Linked DNA regions of Gossypium hirsutum: region 1 is linked to region 2. Evidence: chromatin contacts called from public Hi-C data. All regions are on one chromosome and are shown on one strand. The core of a region is the stretch at or near the end of the contact, and the rest is flanking DNA. Distances in the headings are between cores, read along the strand shown.

The links. A called contact is a pair of places that touch in the nucleus more often than the background predicts.
Region 1: a Hi-C map of hypocotyl shows a contact between it and region 2, with 3 times the contacts expected there. The contact joins the promoter of LOC107934188 here to the enhancer-like site in region 2. A contact is called at or near these places in 4 of 34 Hi-C or Micro-C datasets (callus, hypocotyl and leaf).

The regions. Positions count from the first base shown.
Region 1 is chrA10:112,435,881-112,439,340 of Gossypium_hirsutum_v2.1, forward strand. LOC107934188 reads left to right here and starts at 1,711. Exons shown (of 5, transcript XM_041078612.1): 1 at 1,711-1,861. The coding sequence starts at 1,711. LOC107934180 (a long non-coding RNA gene) reads left to right here and starts at 31. Exons shown (of 2, transcript XR_001693822.2): 1 at 31-347; 2 at 685-1,000. LOC121209002 (U5 spliceosomal RNA) reads right to left here and starts at 1,337; the gene lies at 1,222-1,337.
Region 2 is chrA10:112,307,752-112,311,654 of Gossypium_hirsutum_v2.1, forward strand. No RefSeq gene overlaps it. Among protein-coding and RNA genes, the nearest start is that of LOC121207746, 8.9 kb to the left of the region's middle. Within about 2 kb of position 1,595, at least 2 of the 9 cell types and tissues checked have an H3K27ac peak or open chromatin away from gene starts, as enhancers often do. A contact at or near this core is called in hypocotyl, where this site is marked.

The DNA.
Region 1 (3,460 bases), core at 461-2,960, 130 kb after region 2:
AAACGGTGTCATTTTATTAACATATAAAGTCCCATTTTTTTAAAAAAAGAAGAATCTTATTTTCTTTCTTTTCCAGAAAACCAATAGCAGCCCTTTCTCCCACCATTTTCTTCATTTTCATCTATGCTAGGGTTTCAAAGAAACCCATTTCGCTGCCGCCATGAAGCCACCGTAGGTGGTGGTCGGGGCTACGCGAAAGGGGTTTTTTGACCCTGATTTTGGAGCACCCGAAGGCGATATTCTCCTTAGCCCAAGAAGACCAAAAGAAGAAGGTCCCCTCCTTCTCCCTTTCGAGTCCGTTTCCGACGACGGAGATGAACTCCGACGACGCGACCCTCGGGATCCTGGTAAGTTCCCTCTTCCCCTCTTCTTTATATTTTTATCCAAGAAAGAAGTAAAAAAAAGGAAAATAAATAACGAGAAAGGGGAAAAACCGAAAAAAAGCACAAGTAATAGGATTCCAAATTAACCTTTTGCTTTTTTATTCTTAATGCTCTGTGCTACCACTTTCTTTTAAAAAAACCTCCTTTTTAAAAAAAAAAATCGGTCCCCTTTCGTTCGATTTCCTTTTCGACTTTATAGCCGATTACAAAAGAAATATTTTTTAATCTCTGCTATTGCTTGCTGCTTCTGCTCTGTTTTGCTTCTCTTTTGCGTGCTTTCTGCTCTCTGTTTGTTTTGCAGGTGATGGGATGATGGGACGGAGGCAGTGCAAGTGGAGGCAAGTGGCCCTAGGGTTTGCTGCTTCTGTTTTTTTTTTTCTGCTGGTGGTTTGGGCTTGTTTGTAATCGGGTCTGGGTCTTTGGGGTTAGTTTTGGGCTTGGGTATATTGGGCTGATTTAGGCCTGGTCAAAATTGGACCGGTACAACCACTTTTCAGTTTTTTATAATAATTCCTAGGTTCTAAACTGAATTTATTTCAGTAAACAGGTTTCAATTTCATATTATGATTATCTTATGCTTAATTTTAATTATAGTAATACCATTTAATAGGTTTCAATGTGATACCATAATTATTTTATGCTTATCTGAACAATGGTAGTTAATTTGCGGTAACGAACGATCAATTTAAATAATTCACTTGTTGAACAAAGTAATGACAGTGGAGGGAACCGGGCAGCAAATAAAAACATTATCTGAAATTTCAAGCAAGCTAGCAGTGTTGGCAACCAAGAGAGGATCACTATCAAAAGAATATTTTTAACTAGAACTTGATGGGCCATTCCAGAAAGGAAATAGGCCTCCAAAAACATGCGTATGCCGCTATAAGCGGCGAGCATACTGTATTCTTTAATAAAAGGCGAAAGAATAGTTCGCTCTGTGCTCACAGCACGGCTCCATGCTTTTGCTAGTTTCATCTGCGCTTTTATTTATAAACCATGGTAGTAGAGTGGCATTGTCTGTCTCTAAGAAATGTGGGATTCTGCTCCTTTCTAAAGCTCTCTTAACTTCTTTTCTAGCTCTACTCTTCTGCCAAGTCACACACTTCTCCAACACATTTCTTCTTATTTTCCCCCTCTAATATAAATTTGCTTTTCACCATTGCTTTATACCGGTTCACCAGTCCAACAATTGTTTTAATAACATTAGTTTGAAACTAGATTATAACATGAACAAATCATTGAAAGATCAAACATATGTAATAACCCTCTGACTGAGTTCATAATAGTAACTTCAAAAACATCTAAATACTGAAATCAACATAAGGAAATGAGCAACGAGAATCTCTACATCAGTCAACAGCTTTTGCAGATTTCTGAACCTATCAGTGATGCATCAAGCATTTGTCATCATTTACAACACTTCTTCCTGGTCTTTTGGGTAAGGAACAGATCAGTAAAATCGGTCTTGGACTTTAGCGGTTGTCGAAACTTTTTTTTTTGAAAAAACGAGGAGTCGACTTTTATTTTAAGAATGAAAACGAAAAAAATGAGTCGCCACCAATCATTTTTTATAAAGTGTAATCGGGTCACCTCGAAAAGTAGTTATTTTCAATAAACAGTTTGATTTATTAAAACAACAATTTTAGCCTATGAAATTTAGAAAGATGAGTTCGGGAGTTGGTTACGCACGAGAAAGGATTAGCACCCTCGATACGCCCAAAATCAGTACCTAGTTGATTAATTAATGTCTTAGTGTCGAAAATTGAGAACTTTGAAGAAATTTAAAATACGATCCTTTGTTAAAAAGTTATTTAACTGAAAATTTTTCGAGAAAATGACATATTTCATGTTAATCGAGAAAAAGAATTACATTATATAAATTATGACGCAATGTCTTAAATCCTCGAAATGAGAATAAACCCCGAAAATTTTATTTATTTTGAAAGAAATTTAACTATTTTAGTTTTAGAAAGAAATCATATTCCGTAAGTTAGAACACGATCTTTTCTTAATTCCTGAGAATATTAAAAAATTTTAAAACGTTTCTTTGGTTCAGATTTATCGAGAAAATCGAAACTCCGTAAGTTAAGAAACGACTTTTCGAATTTCAAAATACGAAATATTGCTTATTTAAAACAACATTTTTAATGTATCGGGTAAAATGTAACACGAATTTGTAGTAAAAAATGTAAAAGTAGTAATGATAAATCACAGTACTAATATGCATAACAGAATGATAATAAACGCGATAATATAAATGAGCAAGCTAAAAAATTTAAAATTAAAAAAACCTAATAGTAAACAAAGAAATAAATAAATATTATGTAAAACAGTTTTTTTTTAAATAATATTGATAATAACGATAATAATATTAATAATAGTACTACAAATAATAAATAATTTGAATTTTGAAATTGTATAAAAAGGATATAAATAAATAAACAATGATAAAAAGTAATGATAAAATATAGTGTATTTAAAGAATAATAATAAGTAAATAAATACAAAAAAGAAATATGATAGTAATAGTAATAATATTAAATTAATTAATAATAAAATAATATGTAAATAAACACAAAAAGAAAATATAATTATAATAGTAATAATAATAATAATAATAGAAATAATATAGTAATAATAATAATAATGATAATAGTAATAATAATAATAATAATGATAGTAATAATAATAGTAATAATAATTATATTATTAAATTAACTAATTTAATAATAAAATAGCAATAAATAAAAAAGGACTAAATTGAACTTTTAAACAGCAATTTGAGGCAAATCAAAAATAAATAAAAAGGAAAAAGGACCAAGTTGCATGCACGAATAACAAAGAGGGACCAAAAGGGAAATTTTTCCTTCTCTTCCAAAACGCACAGCATAAGGGAGGACCAAATTGAAATCGAAATAAATAATGGGGTAAAAATTAAAAATAAGAAAACTTGATTGCAAAACCATAAAAAGCGGAAGGATCAAAAGAGAAAATAACCCATTTATGAAAAACGCGCGGATCCTATGCCAAAGCGGGTCGGGTCGCATGGATTGAGCATAAAACGACGTCGTTTTGAA
Region 2 (3,903 bases), core at 345-2,844:
GTTTAATAATTTTTAATTGAACTAATCCGCTCAACAAATCGATAGTTTAATTGATTTAATTGTCGATTCAATCCTTAAAAACATTTGAGAGAAGCATATTTAATTTTTAAAATTTTTTAGCCGAGTCTATTTTTAATTTTTTAAAATTTTTATTTCTTTTATTTAGAATAAATCATAAAATAATATATTAAATTTAGTTTAACGTTCAATATTATATATAAATTTTAATTTAATTAAAATTTTAAAAATTATTATCACGTTTATTGATATTAATATCATTTTATGTTTATTAGATGTATTTATTATTTATTTTCTTTATCGAGTAAAAGTTTTTTTTGGATAAAATTATTATTCGCTGTAGGTAATTATAAAAATTGAATTTGGTCCGAGTCATAAATTCCGAGTCATCTAGACATTGCACTTGATCAAATTCGCCCTAGATTCTAATTCAATGTACTCAACTTTGATTTGCAAAATTGAATTTTGATTGGGCCAAGTAACTCAATAGGACACTAATATTTTAGGTCATATTTAATAAGCTGAGACACTAACAGTTAGAAAATTAAATATTTGAAAGAAGGTATATTTGATATATTATTTAAAATTAAGTACGAATATATTTGTGTAGAGTGTGTCTCGTATTTTTTTGATAAATTAGAGTCGAAACAGGATCGATGTCACGACGAGGCAAAGCACGATGTGGCGACGTGCTCCCACATAAGTCGAGTCTTTTTTCACAGTTAAATTTAATTAATCTAGGATATTTTAGTCATATTAGCACTTCGAATTTAGCCTATAAAAAGGGTCTTAGTAATCTTAGAAATTATGAGGAAAAAGAAGAAGAAAAGATTAATTCTTTGACAGAGTTTTAAGAGCAAGAGCGAATCCAAGGGGGTTGGCAGGGCCCCAATCCCCTAAAATGGAAAAATTTCTATTTAGGTGTTTTAAAATTTTTAAAATTTTAAATTAATAAAGATGAAATTGTCACTTTACCCCCTAAAAATGATAAAATTTTGATTTAATCCTTTAAAATTTATATTTTTACTATTGTACAAATTATAATTTAATTTCGACCCCTCAAAAAAATTTTCTGGCTTCACCCTTGTTTAAGAGAGCTTTGCTTTTCGGATTAAGAGTTTTATTTTGATTTTTTCCATCTTGGACTCTTTGTTGGTTTGCCGATTAGTGAAGTTTCGTTTGCTCGTGATTTTTTATCCTATTTATTGAATTTTTTATGTAAATATTTGTGTGTCAAATTTTCTATTCTCTTTTGGTTCTTATTGATTGCTTATACGGATTTACCTCAAAAGTTTAGCTTTGAATTCACTATAGTATTAAATTGGATATTTAAAATCTTAAAAAAAATCTAAAAAAAAAAAGAAACATTCGGAAAAAGTAAAAAAGAAAAAAGAAAAAAAGAAAAAGAGAGCCAAAGTTTGACTGAGTTCCATGTTGAGATTGGAGGGATTAAATTTCTCAGATCCAACGGTTTACATCAAAGATCAGAAGTGATTGAGTTCTTCAATTCCTGACACGTATATGATTGGTTGGCCTTTTGGTTTTAAGAGTTTTCTATGGTGGAAGCTTATGAGAATAATTTGGTGAGAGAATCTTAATACCCCAGAGGCTAAGATGGCATCTAACTTTATTGCAAAGATGCCCCCATCTCTTTTATATATAAAAAAACATTTTTGATATAACTTTTTAAATTTAAGATTTTTTTTATTGCATCCTAATATGAGAATGAATGGGAAGTGGTTTTTGTGTTTTTAGTTGTCAATGTCAAATCATAAAAAGAAGAAGAAGAAAATAATAATTCGATGTTGATTATGTCACGTAAGATTTGTATTGAAAAACATGAGTTTACCTTTTAATCAATTTAACCGGTTTCAATACTAAAGAAGGAGAGAAACTGATTTCCAGAGAAAAACAATGTATTACCCACTCAATTTTTTTAGTTTATAATGACTTGATCAGACGATTATAATCTCTTTATTTTTATCTCTTATCCATAACCGTTAGATTTGAAATATAGTAACCTAATTAAAATTATTAATAATTATATTTTACTTCACTTATTTTCACTAATCATTTCATCTTAGCATATTTGAAAATATTTATTTTGTTGATTGTGATAGATTATTGGACTCTTAATTTCAACAAATTAAATATTTAATAATTGAAAGGTGGTAAAAAGAAAAAAAATGAAAATATTTAAATAATCTAAGAATAATTAGAAAAAAAAACAAAATTTAAATAATCAACAAAATATTTATAGAAAATTTTATTATTTGATATATTAGGTTGATTATTTAAATATTTTCAACTATTTATTTGGTTGATTATTTAATTTATTAGGTTGATTATTTGATTATTTTTAGAAAAATATTTTGTTGATTGTTCATTTATTAGGTGATTTAGTTGATTGTAATTATATATGGAGTTAAAAAAGTTTACTACTAATATATCAAGCTTTACTACTTTTTTATCGTGGGAAAGTCAAGGAGCTTGTAGGGTTTTCGACCCTTAAAATGGAAAATTTTTATTTAAGCTTTTTATAATTTATAAAATTTTAAATTAGTAATAGTAAAATTATATTTTGGTCCCTAAAATAATAAAAATTTAATTTAATCCTTTAAAAATTATAAAGATATAGACTATTAAAATAGTAAAATTATATTTTTACTATCGTAAAAATATATAATTGAATTCTGATCTCCTAAATATTTTTTTTGGCTCTGCCATAGTCTCTTAATAATATTATTTTCGAAATTCAAACATAATTCTTTCTTAAAAATAGAATTAAGATAAAAATTGAAACATAAATTCTAAAAAAATTGCAATGAGTAGGTTTCTTGATGGTTTCTAAGTGGATTCTCTCTTCTTCTTTTCTCAAGAGTAATGCTTTTGGAGTATGTGATATCCTATTTTATAGTAATGTTGATTTTTTTTTTATAAAATGCCAATTGCCATATAAGTAGAAGTTTTCTTCCTAATGAAAAAACCCTACAAATTAAAAAGGCTATGCATATAGTATTTTGAGTATAAGCCTTTGGTGATAAATTCTCTACACAATTTGATTTAAAAATTATGGTTGATTCAGAAGCAAAACTAGGGGTGTTAGCAGAGTTCTAATTTTCTTAGAATAGAAAATTTTTCATTTAAATTTTTGAAAATTTAAAAATTTTAAATTAGTAAAGGTAAAATTGTACTTTAGCCCTTCTAAAAATATAAAAAATTAATTTAATCCTTTAAAAATTATAAAGATATATGCTATTAAAATGGTAAAATTATATTTTTGCTATCGTAAAAATTATAATTTAATTTTGGCCCCCTAAAATTTTTTTTTTGGTTTTGCCCATGGACTCATTAGATTTATTTTTATTGGATCATATTGAAAAAAAAATTGCTGTAAGCACTCTATAATGTGGTTGATTAATTTATGTAAGATGAACACAATATTTTTTTTAAAGGAGATGACACATTATTATTCTTTAATTTCTATTACTATATTAATTGGATTGTTTATTTTTAAAAAAAATATTATTCAGTTTCCTCATATTGAATCTATATTTAAATATAAGTATAAATTTTTTAGGAGAAAAATTGGGTTGTTCAGATTCAAACTCTAAACTTGATTATCCAAATATATTTATCGATAATATTTATCTATAAAAAACACATACTTATATCTAATACTTGTCTTTGAATTTCGATAACACACTTCTTAATTTTTAACGTGAATATTTAGTATTTAAATTTGATTTCAATATTCAAATTAATATTTATAATTTTTTTATTTAAATTGGTATTCGAAGTAGATCTCCCTTACACATTTTAGTTATTTTTGTAACTCCATTAAAATTGAATGAGGTGGATAGTAAGTACATTAGCAAATGATAC